Linked DNA regions of Sus scrofa: region 2 is linked to region 1. Evidence: chromatin contacts called from public HiChIP or PLAC-seq data. All regions are on one chromosome and are shown on one strand. The core of a region is the stretch at or near the end of the contact, and the rest is flanking DNA. Distances in the headings are between cores, read along the strand shown. Region 1 overlaps RBM47 (RNA-binding protein 47). Region 2 has its middle 19 kb from the start of RBM47.

Region 1 (5,068 bases), core at 1,734-4,233:
AGCAGTCATTCTTGTGTTCTCCACCTCCCTGTGTCTGGGGCAGTCAGGTGGGGCCCACAGACTTCAAGCACACACATACACTGGGGGAGGCAGCCGATGAAGGGGCACAAGGCAGAATTATCACCTAAGTTTCTGAACTTGTACTGAAACTCAGCATCCCTATCTGTAATAAAATCACTATAGCTGCTTTCTCTCTATGGCTCTTGGCAGACACGAGACACTGTTACTAAGTACTTCGCATATATTAACACATGCGCCCCGCATAATAAATACATTTTGCAGTAGATATTCGTATTTTCCAATTTTACAGATGAGTACACTGAGGCCCAAAAAAGAAAGTAACTTAACCAAGACAAATAGCTAGCAACTAGTGGAGGGAGGATTTGAACCCAGGCACTCTGGCTCTTAGCCATCACATTTCAACACCTCTGGATAAGTAGATGTTCTTCCTCCCTGCCTCGCCTTTCCTTCCCTTAATTACCCACCTCTCTAGCGACCTGCCCACCTCCCGCCTGCCACTCTGACCCTGGCTGCGACAGGCATTTCTGTACTTACTAGAAAACTTTGGGACTTTAGAGATGGTATCTTAGAGCCAGGGAGGGAAACCTTGAATGCCTTGTGCCAGGGTTTGAACTCCTGTCACAGCAGCCACCCAAGCCACTACAGTGACAATGTCAAGTCCTTAACCTGCTGTGCCACAAGAGAACTCCCACAATTACCAGTCTTTACCCTGTATATCCTGTGATAGTTTTAACAGATTTATTTTATTTTTAAAAGAGAAAGGTCAAGAAACAGACTCATAGACTTTGTAAACAAACTTATGATGACCAAAGGAGACAGGCGGGGTGGCGGGAGGGGGGACCTGGGGATTTGAGACTGGCCCATGCGCACTGCATATGGAATGACTGGCCAATGGGGACCTGCGGTACAGCATAGGAAACTCTACCCAATCAATATTCTGTGATAATCTATATGGGAAAAGAATCTGAAAAAGAATGGATGTGTGTATACGTGTAAGTGAATCACTTTGCCGTACAGAAGAAATGATCACAGCATTGTAAATCAACTAGACTTCAATAAAATTTTTTTAAATGGGGAAAAAAATAAAAAAGAGCAAGTTCAGAATAAATACTGAATTCAGGTGGAGAGGAGATAATCTATTACAAAGTCATAAATAATATGTAAAATCCAAGCTCCGTGTTCTACCTTTGAGAAAAGTCATAATGTAAAAAATAGAATCCCCTGCCCCCTTTAGAATGGGCAACCAGGGTAATGAGAACTCAAGAAGTGTGTGATTTCGCAAAGTATTATGTGAGATTTGCGCTTTAATAATTAAATGTTGTTTTAATAATTTCCTCTGAATTACCGCAGAAATCCCCTACCGTTCTGGATTTACCAAGTCCTATGCTTTTCTATCCAAACACCTTTACTTCAGTAATACTCCAGGACCTAAGTCCAGGGGGGAGAAGCAGTCAGATACTTGGACCCTGACCTGGATCCTGGCTCTACTAGGAGAGATCCTCCTCTACTAGCCAGGAGCTAAGCATCTTTTTGGAGGGACAATTAAATGTCAAACAATGAAAACACAAAATATAGGGCAAATTAAACCTTAGCTGCTGTGGATCTATAAACACTGGCTAAGTCATGAATTAGAAACAAGAGGATACCTTTAAAAGATCAATTGCAAGGCTGATCAGTGTAGACAGATGGCTAAAATTAGCAAGGAGTGAGTGGTCAAGAAAAAGAACAACATAAAATAGTATTGAAGCAAATGGTTTAGACACAACGAACTTAATTTTCTGTGACCAAATGGTAACTTTTCAAGAAACTCAATTTTGAACTGGTTACATGAGGCATTCTAGTCATTCAGCAAATGGCTACTGTCATCTGCTTCGTTCTAGACCCTGAAGATAAAGTGGTGACCAAGACTGACAAGGTCCTTCCTGTTACGTTGGGTAAACATGATTGACAAGCAAATATGGAAGTTCTCATCGTGGCTCAGCAGAAATGAATATGACTACTATCAGTGAGGACGCAGGTTTGATCCCTGACCTTGCTCAGTGGGTTAAGGATCGGCATTGCCATGAGCTGCAGTGTAGGCTGCAGATGGGCTCAGATCCGGCATTGCTGTGGCTGTGGTGTAGGCCGGCAGCTGCAGCTCTGATTCGACCCCCACCCTGGGAACCTCCATATGCTGCCGGTATGACCCTAGAAACACACACCCAAAACCCCCCAGAACAAGCAAATATGTATGTTTTGAAGAGGGGGTATAATCGCAAATGCTATAAAGGAGAATACAGCAGGGTTAAGAGGGAAAAATGGGGGCTATTTTGGTTAGGGTGGTCAGGAAAGTTCTGTCTCTCTTCAGGTAAGACTGCAGCAGGGGAGCAAACTTGGGGTCTCTGAAGAATTCAGCAAGAAAGGGGCAGTGAGGCTGAAGGGGGGGTGAGAGGAGCAGGCAGGGATCAGACGAGGGGCCTATAGGCCAGGACTTTGATTCTGCTGGGCTTAATGAAGGATTTTGAGCGGAGAAGGGATGAGATTTGATCTTTTCTTTGTTTTTTGTTTTTTTTCAAGGCCACACCCACAGCATATGGAGGTTCCCAGTTTAGGGGTCAAATCGGAGCTAGAGCTGCTGGCCTACACCACAGCCACAGCTACACAGGATCCTTAACCCACTGAGGGAGGCCAGGGATCGAATCTGTGTCCTCATGGATACTGATCAGATTCGTTTCCGCTGAGCCATGATGGGAACTCCAAGAGATTTGATTTTCTCAAGATCACTCTGGAGCGAGAAGAAATCACAGGCACGCATGGGAGGAAGCAGAGAGGGGGGTGCTGAGGCGGTTCTGGTCATCCAGGGATGGGATGACGGTGGCTTAGACTAGCCTGGTAAAGTGACACTGGGGTCCTGGGAAGAGAAGTGGACTTTCAGTTGTGTCATCAAGGCACAGTTGACAGAGCTGGCTAATGGATGACCTGCAGGATGGCTGCGTCCAGAATGACTCACATGTCAGCCTGAGCAACCAGGAGGAGGGTGGTGCCATATATCAGGGCAGTAACACGGGGCAAAACATTTATTACGGCACAGCATTCACCCAGAAGCAGTAAAAGCACAAACCTATGGTGTGAGTGAGTGCTGATAACCATCAGACAGCAAGCTGGAATATTGTTTTTAAAAATATAGGTTTGAGCCAACCCACACCCTCAGTCCTTAACTGCATTGCTCAATGTACTGAACTCAGCAGACCTTTCCGCTTGTAGTTTTCTCTGGTTCTTTAATTCAAGAGAATGTCCATGCTATGGAAAACTGACTTGGGGGCCAAGAAGTAAAAAATACACCAGTCATAGTCTCAGTGACCTCATTTGTGAGAAGCAATTAATAAACTACACACTTAAGAGACACACGAGGTGGGGGGGGGGGGGAATACGAAAGATCCATACCCTTGGAAACCACCAAATGCGAAATGTGGGGAAATACAGACTCACATAAACAAGAGCCTGCCTGGAAAACTCCCAGGAAGCTCCCGAGGCCTCGTGAAAGGCGGACTTGAGGGATCACAATTAGTGGGCGCCTCCCTCACTCGTTAGCCTTCCGGCCTCTCTCCCTCTGCCCAGTGACGGGCCTCCGGCTCCACTTGGCCCTTTCGTTTCCTGCTCTTTGTCAATTTCATGCTCTTTCCATCTCAGGCTTCATGAACCTGTCCTTCCTCAGTTCCCCTCAAGACAATGATCTGCTCTTGACTCCTCTACTGCCCCCCAACACCGACCACAGTCTAGGCTCTTCTTCCCTCATGCCCACCCCCCGCCCACATCCACTCTTCACTTGCTCCTTCCTTTCCATTCTTCTACTTAAAAGAATATTCTACAATCTATTTAGATGTCCTATCGGCTAAAAATAGGAAGTATGCCAATTAATATGCTTATCCTATATGCATGGCGTATATAGTTTAATCTCTCACTTTTAGGAATTACAAATGACTCTCAAACCCAACAAAATGTTCAACGTGATTGATAAGCAAATACATGCTAAAAGAGCAAGAATTATATAAACAATATCACTTTTAATCAATAAAATTAGCAAATATTTTTAATGAATTGTGCTAAAATGTCACTCTTCATTAAGAGAAACATAAATTGATTAAAAACCTTTCAGAAGAAAATTATAATACATATGAGGAGTCCTAAAAAAGTCCATTCTTTTCACCTGGCAATTATATCACTAAGATTTATCATAAGGAAATAATAAAAATGAAGTTTACATACAAAGATGTTTATCTCAAAATTATGTATAATATCCAAATGCTTCACCTTGAGGGAATGGTTTAATAAATAGCAGTAGAGAAGCCACTAAAAATTATATTAATTGTTCAGCCACTAAAAATTATATTTATGAAGAATTTTAATGTCATGAGTGAGGGTTTATGATATGTGAGATTAAGAAAATAGTACAGAATGAGAATCCTCTGGTGGCCTAGCAGTTAAGGATCCGGCATTGTCACTGCTGTGGCCTGGGTCACTGCTGTGGTGTGAGTTCGATCCCTGGCCTGGGAAGTTCCATAAGACATGGGTATGGCCAGAAAGAAAGAAAGAAAGAAAGAAAAAGAAAGGGAGGGAGGGAGGGAGAGAAAGATTTTCTTTCTTTTATAATGTGAGATTACATACAGCATGATCCCAACCAATGCTATAGAAATAACAACTAGAAAAATGTAACGAAATATCGACAATAGTTCTATTATTAAAAAATTTAGCTTATGAAGCATCATTGTGAAACAAAGACCTCACAGCTTAATCTCTTTAGCTGTTTGGGGAAAAACCACGGAAACAATTAGGAAGAAGGAAAGTCACGTTAACAGATGCTGCCTCTGAATACTAAGGGCAGGCATGTGCGTGCCTGTCTGTTCTCCTCCTACCATATTTGTTTCAGGCTTCCAATCTGAAATTCTTCTATGCTTCTGACACCTCAGTGTTTGAGAAAGACCTCATTTCTCCAGCTTTGTTTTACAGAAAAGGAACCCCCCCCCCCAGTGTCAATGGAGCAGCTTATTAACACAATATGTTTTTAGGA
Region 2 (5,068 bases), core at 767-3,266, 140 kb after region 1:
CAGTTGAGCTCTCCATTCATGAAGTGCTGCAGGATGGTTGCCTCCTCTGTTATGCTATTTTCATCCACCACACTCCACCATCCAGGGTGAGGGCCTCTATCCCCTGAGATCCTTGGCCCTTTGCACAAACCTCTTTTTTTTTTTTTCCTTTTTGGCCGCCTTGCAGCATATGAAGTTTCCAGGCCAGGGATCAGATCTAAGCCACAGCTGTGGCAATACCAGATCCACTGAGCGAGGCTGGGGCTCGAACCTATGTCCCAAAACACACAAGTTGCCACTGATTCTATTGTGCCCCAGCCGGAGCTCCCAGACCTCTTTTATGATGTGCATCAGGTGAGATTGTACTCAGGTGTAGGTGTACTTGCCTTTGCCCACTGGGAACTGTGACTTACTCTCTTGTCAACCCAAGCCCTAGCAGAGCGCCTTGTACAGAGTCAATGCCCAATGCATATTTGATGAAAGAATACGTGATTGCTTGGCTTCCTGGCTTTAATCCCTGCATACACAGGAAGAAGTTTCAAGCCACGTTCCTGACCCTGCACTTCTGGGCCAAGGGGAATTCTGCATCTTGAGAGGTTAAGAAACCTCTCCTTGCTCCTCCCCGAGGGACTGACTCTGATTGTGATCTTATTGCAAAGAAAAGGGTCCTTTCAATTCAGGGCAAGTCTCCAAGCAGTTTTGCCCTGCCATTAGGAATCCCTGGAGTAAATTCCAAGGGTGTGAAAAACCAGTGGCCAGAGGCCTGAGGGTGGGCAGGATGGCTACAGGAAAATTGCTGCAGATAAGCCTGAGGCAACTCAAAGATGCCGCTGGTCTTTAAGAAAGCTGCTATCTTTGTAGTTTTTATCACAGGGTGAATACCAGCCCTCTAGTAAGCTGCAGGCTAAATAAATAGCCAGAAAGGAGATGTAATCCTGGGGTGGAATCCAAGCTTTTGGCTGACTTTAGGGAAGGCTGGTTTCAGCTGAATTTCTGTGCTTTGCTGGTGGTGTTATTTTAAAATCTCACTGCCAAGGAAGGCCTGTCCCCTGGAAGAACCAGGACTAACAGAGATCAGATGGAAGGTGCAGGCTGATGCCCCACAATGTCAGACTTCACACAAACAAACAGAAACACAAATCCCAAAGCCCTGAGAAGGCAAGTTGGTCTTCCCTGCTGAGCAGAAATGGAAATGAACTAAACAGCAGGCAGTGTAGGAAATGGGAGTTGGCACAGGAAAATGACCCCGAGTTCTACCATGTTGTTGGTATAAATAAGGAAAGAACCAAGACAGATTTAAAGAGGGGCAATAGAGACACTAAGAAGGGAAAGGAAAAAGGAATATGAGCATTTTTAAAGGGCTGCCATGTGCAGGACAGGTAATACTTATTTCTTCGGCTAGCCCTCTGAGCTATTAACATAGCCATCAAGAGATGGAAAAATAGAAATCCAGAGAGGTCAAATGACCACCCAAGGTGTCCCAGCTAGTGAGAAAGGAAACTTAAGTTTAAATGACAAGAAGGATTTGAAAAGAACTCATACCCAGTTCAAAACACAAGATGACCAGCATGGTTTGGTTTAGGTCATGTGCTCAAAATAGGAATCAATGCAAAACTGCGCACATACTTTTTTCCTCATCTGTGCACTTGTGATTTCACTGCCTTTGGGTGCACCGTGAGGTAGGCCCTGTGACTGTGGGAGACAGAAGGGGGAAAGGATCTCTTAGAAGCTCAAGTTTAAAGAGGCCTAACTTTTGGAAACTCTCCAAATTTGGGGTTAGCAGGGTCCTTGGCTTAGGAAGGAAGGGAGGAAGAAAGGAGGGTTGGGAGGAAGGAAGGAATGGAGGAAGACTGCAAGCACAGAATTTAAACTGTCATACTTCCTAATATTGGTTATGACCATAGGGAGACACAGAAAAACCACGGGATTGGCCAGTACTGCCCTACTTTCAATTCTGCCAAAGCAGGAAGGCTTAGGTATGTCACGGGAAAGCTTCCTGTTACCGCCCTAAGACCAGAACAAAAACAGGGGAGGAGACAGCCATCTTGACAGAATGATTTCCAAAGAAGCCTTGCTGGTCTGATGACTGTGATGTCTCCAGTGTCCCAATTGTGTAACCAGCTGGTATTTAAAATGATCGTCGAACACGTCACATAGGGTTATGAAGAGAACGTACACTAGCTTCAGTCAAAGGGTAGAGGAGACAGAACTCTCACTGAAGAGTGAAGAGAAGAAGAAAGAAACTTGGACTGGAATCCTGGGTGCTAGCTCTGGCTCCTTCACTAGTTTGGACCTCCTGTGCTAACTTTGCCTCTGTACTTTCCTCTGCTCTCATGAAGCAGCGGTGCTGGATGACATGGAAGAGAACTTCCAGCTCCAAAGATCTAAGGGGATGCTGGGAGACTTTCAAAAAGGTAGGCACTCAAAGGTAATTTGGAGCTGTTTGGCTATGAGATGAGTCAGAAACCACCTCTTCAAATTCCCTAATTTGGGTTCTATTAAATGAAAGAGAGAGAGAGAGAGCACACTATCAAGAAATAGGTAAAGGGAACAAAGCAAAAGCAAAAACAGCAAATAAAGCTTAAAAACAAACAAAAAAAAAACCTTTTTAACAAGTTGAAAAACAGTGTGAGGCATTTTTAGTGTATTAAAACAGTTCTTTGGGGGGTAAAATGTCATAGCATGGAAGGAATACACACATGTTTTGAATCCAAAAGACCTACATTTGCAGCACAGTTTTGTCACTTACGGCATCAAAGACCCTGAGTAAATTTTTTCATCTCTTTCAGCCTCGATTTCCTCATGCAGCAAAGGAGAATAATGATACAACAGTAGTAATAGCTACTGTTTATTAGGTGCTTTGTATGCCAAGAACTGAGCTAGGCTCTTTGTATTATATCTCCAAATCCGCCTACAACTGAATGAATTAGGTACTATTATCCCCATTTTACAGATAAGGACATTGAGACTAACCAAATCTAAGAGCAGAGATGGGACTCAAACCCAACTTGGTAAAAGCTTGAAGCTTATTCTCTCATCCACCCTCCTACACTTCCCCAAAAGATAATAATATAGATCAAATAAGTCAGTATTTTAAGAGCTGCTCTGTGAATGGCAATGTGGAAGTGTTCTATACAATGTTAATTATCAATACAACAAGAATGATAATGCAGTAGTAACCACCATGCTAACGATGGATTTTCCAATGCTCATAATCAAAGTGAGTATCTAAATAGAAATTTCTATAATTTAATTTGAATGTCTAATCAAACTGCAACTAGATGATGACTCCAGGCTAACCCGACTCTGGGAGCTTCCCTCATCAGGTTTCATCTTTGAATGTCTATGTGTCTGGGTTCAAAAAAAAAAGTCTGTGTAAGGAGTTCCCGTTGCGGCTCAGTGGGTTACAAACCCTACTAGTATGCATGAGGATATGGGCTCCATCCCTGGTTAAGGATTCCACGTTGCCACCAGCTATGGCATAGGTCGGCAGCTGCAGCTCTTATTAGACCCCTAGCCTGGGACTTCCATATGCTGCAGGTTCGGCCATAAAAAGCAAACAAAAAAAAAAAAAAAAAAAAAAAAAAGGGAAAGAAAAGAAAAAGTCTGTGTGAGCCGAAATGTTGCTATATGAGAAACAGTGCAGAGAAGACATGGAACATAATGAAACCTCTTTGCACTGTACAGTTTTATCACCGAAAGTGCCATCTGGCCAAGCAGATCAGGAAATAACCAGAGGTTACCATCTGGTAAGTTTTACCTTTTAAAAAACCCAGCAAAGGACTCAATAATCTATCAGTGCAGGAAACCCGGGTTGTGGTCAGTAAAATAGGTGGTGAACTGTTGCTCTGAGTCATCAAGGATAACAGAGAATCCCTCTGGCCTTATAACCAGACCATGTGAACTCGTAATTGTATCTTAGAGTGGAGGAACGTGCCTAGCTCCTTTAAAAGAGGATGTGGGAAACCAGATGACTCAAGCAGGTGGCATAGTTGATCTGAGATCTCAGTCCCACTGAAGTATCAGTGCCTGTCTGAAGACACCTCCTCCTGACCTACTAATTCAATTTCTTCCATTCCCTTTAATAGCCCTGGCCCCTTTCAAACCTGTCAGAGACAGATACAGGATGTGAAATGTGAAAAAGCCATTAGGATTCATCTGGCCAAATGCTCACATTTCCAAGGTGAGAAAACAAAGGCCCAGAGAGGTAGAGTCTGAAGGCCCCAGAGCTTGTCAGCAACACAGGAAGATCACTGATCTCCTACTTTCCAGGCGGTATCTCCCAGCATCTGATGCTACCTCTTCCCGCACTGCCTGTGACACATACACACTTGCATATCCCTCATGTATGCACTAAGATCTTTGGGAAGATAATTATCCCAGAGTATTATCCTCAGGAAGTAGGGAGTACTTCTTCTGAGTGCAATTCCAAGTACTTTATACATATGAACTCATGAATCCTTACAACAAACTTAGGAGGTAGGTACTATGATCATCTCTATCTTAGAGAGACACAGAGAGGCTGAGTATTTCCTCAAGGTCACACAGCTGGTCAGTGGTTGAGCCAGGATTTAAACGAGGCCAGCTACCTCTAGTGTTCATGTTCTTATAGAGAAGTGGTTACTGGTTGCCCTTGGAGAGAAGGAATGGGAGGTTACAGGGTCTGGAATGGGAAGACTTTTTCTTTCCTATAAATCCTCCCAGACTGTTTATATTTTTATATGTTCTATATGCATATATTTGTATGCATATGTAACTTATTCAAAATAAGGTAGTCTCCTCTTCTAGGAGTTCCCATCATGGCTCAGTGGAAATGAATTTGACAAGCATCCATGAGGACGCAGGTCCCTGGCCTTGCTCAGTGAGTTAAAGATCTGGCATTGCCATGAGCTGTGGTGTAGGTCACAGATGCAGCTCTTACCTGCTGTTGCTGTGGCTGTGGTGTAGGCCAGCAGCTGTAGCTCTGATTTGACCCCTAGCCCGGGAACCTCCATATGCTCCAGGTGTGGTCCTAAAAAGACCAAAAAAAAAAAAAAAAAAAAAAAAAAAAGAATAAATAAAATTAGTTCTAAAATGTGGGGGTCGGGGA

The links. HiChIP or PLAC-seq counts read pairs in DNA pulled down with a chosen protein or histone mark.
Region 2: an H3K27ac HiChIP or PLAC-seq map of alveolar macrophages shows a contact between it and region 1. The contact joins two enhancer-like sites. A contact is called at or near these places in 1 of 5 promoter capture datasets (fetal skeletal muscle) and 1 of 2 datasets of contacts at active chromatin or transcription factors (alveolar macrophages).

Annotation. Positions count from the first base shown.
Region 1 is chr8:31,565,553-31,570,620 of Sscrofa11.1, forward strand. The region is part of intron 3 of RBM47 (RNA-binding protein 47); the gene reads right to left. Among named protein-coding and RNA genes, the nearest start is that of RBM47, 120 kb to the right of the region's middle. Within about 2 kb of position 2,984, at least 12 of the 83 cell types and tissues checked have an H3K27ac peak or open chromatin away from gene starts, as enhancers often do. A contact at or near this core is called in alveolar macrophages, where this site is marked.
Region 2 is chr8:31,707,100-31,712,167 of Sscrofa11.1, forward strand. No RefSeq gene overlaps it. Among named protein-coding and RNA genes, the nearest start is that of RBM47, 19 kb to the left of the region's middle. Within about 2 kb of position 2,017, at least 5 of the 83 cell types and tissues checked have an H3K27ac peak or open chromatin away from gene starts, as enhancers often do. A contact at or near this core is called in alveolar macrophages, where this site is marked.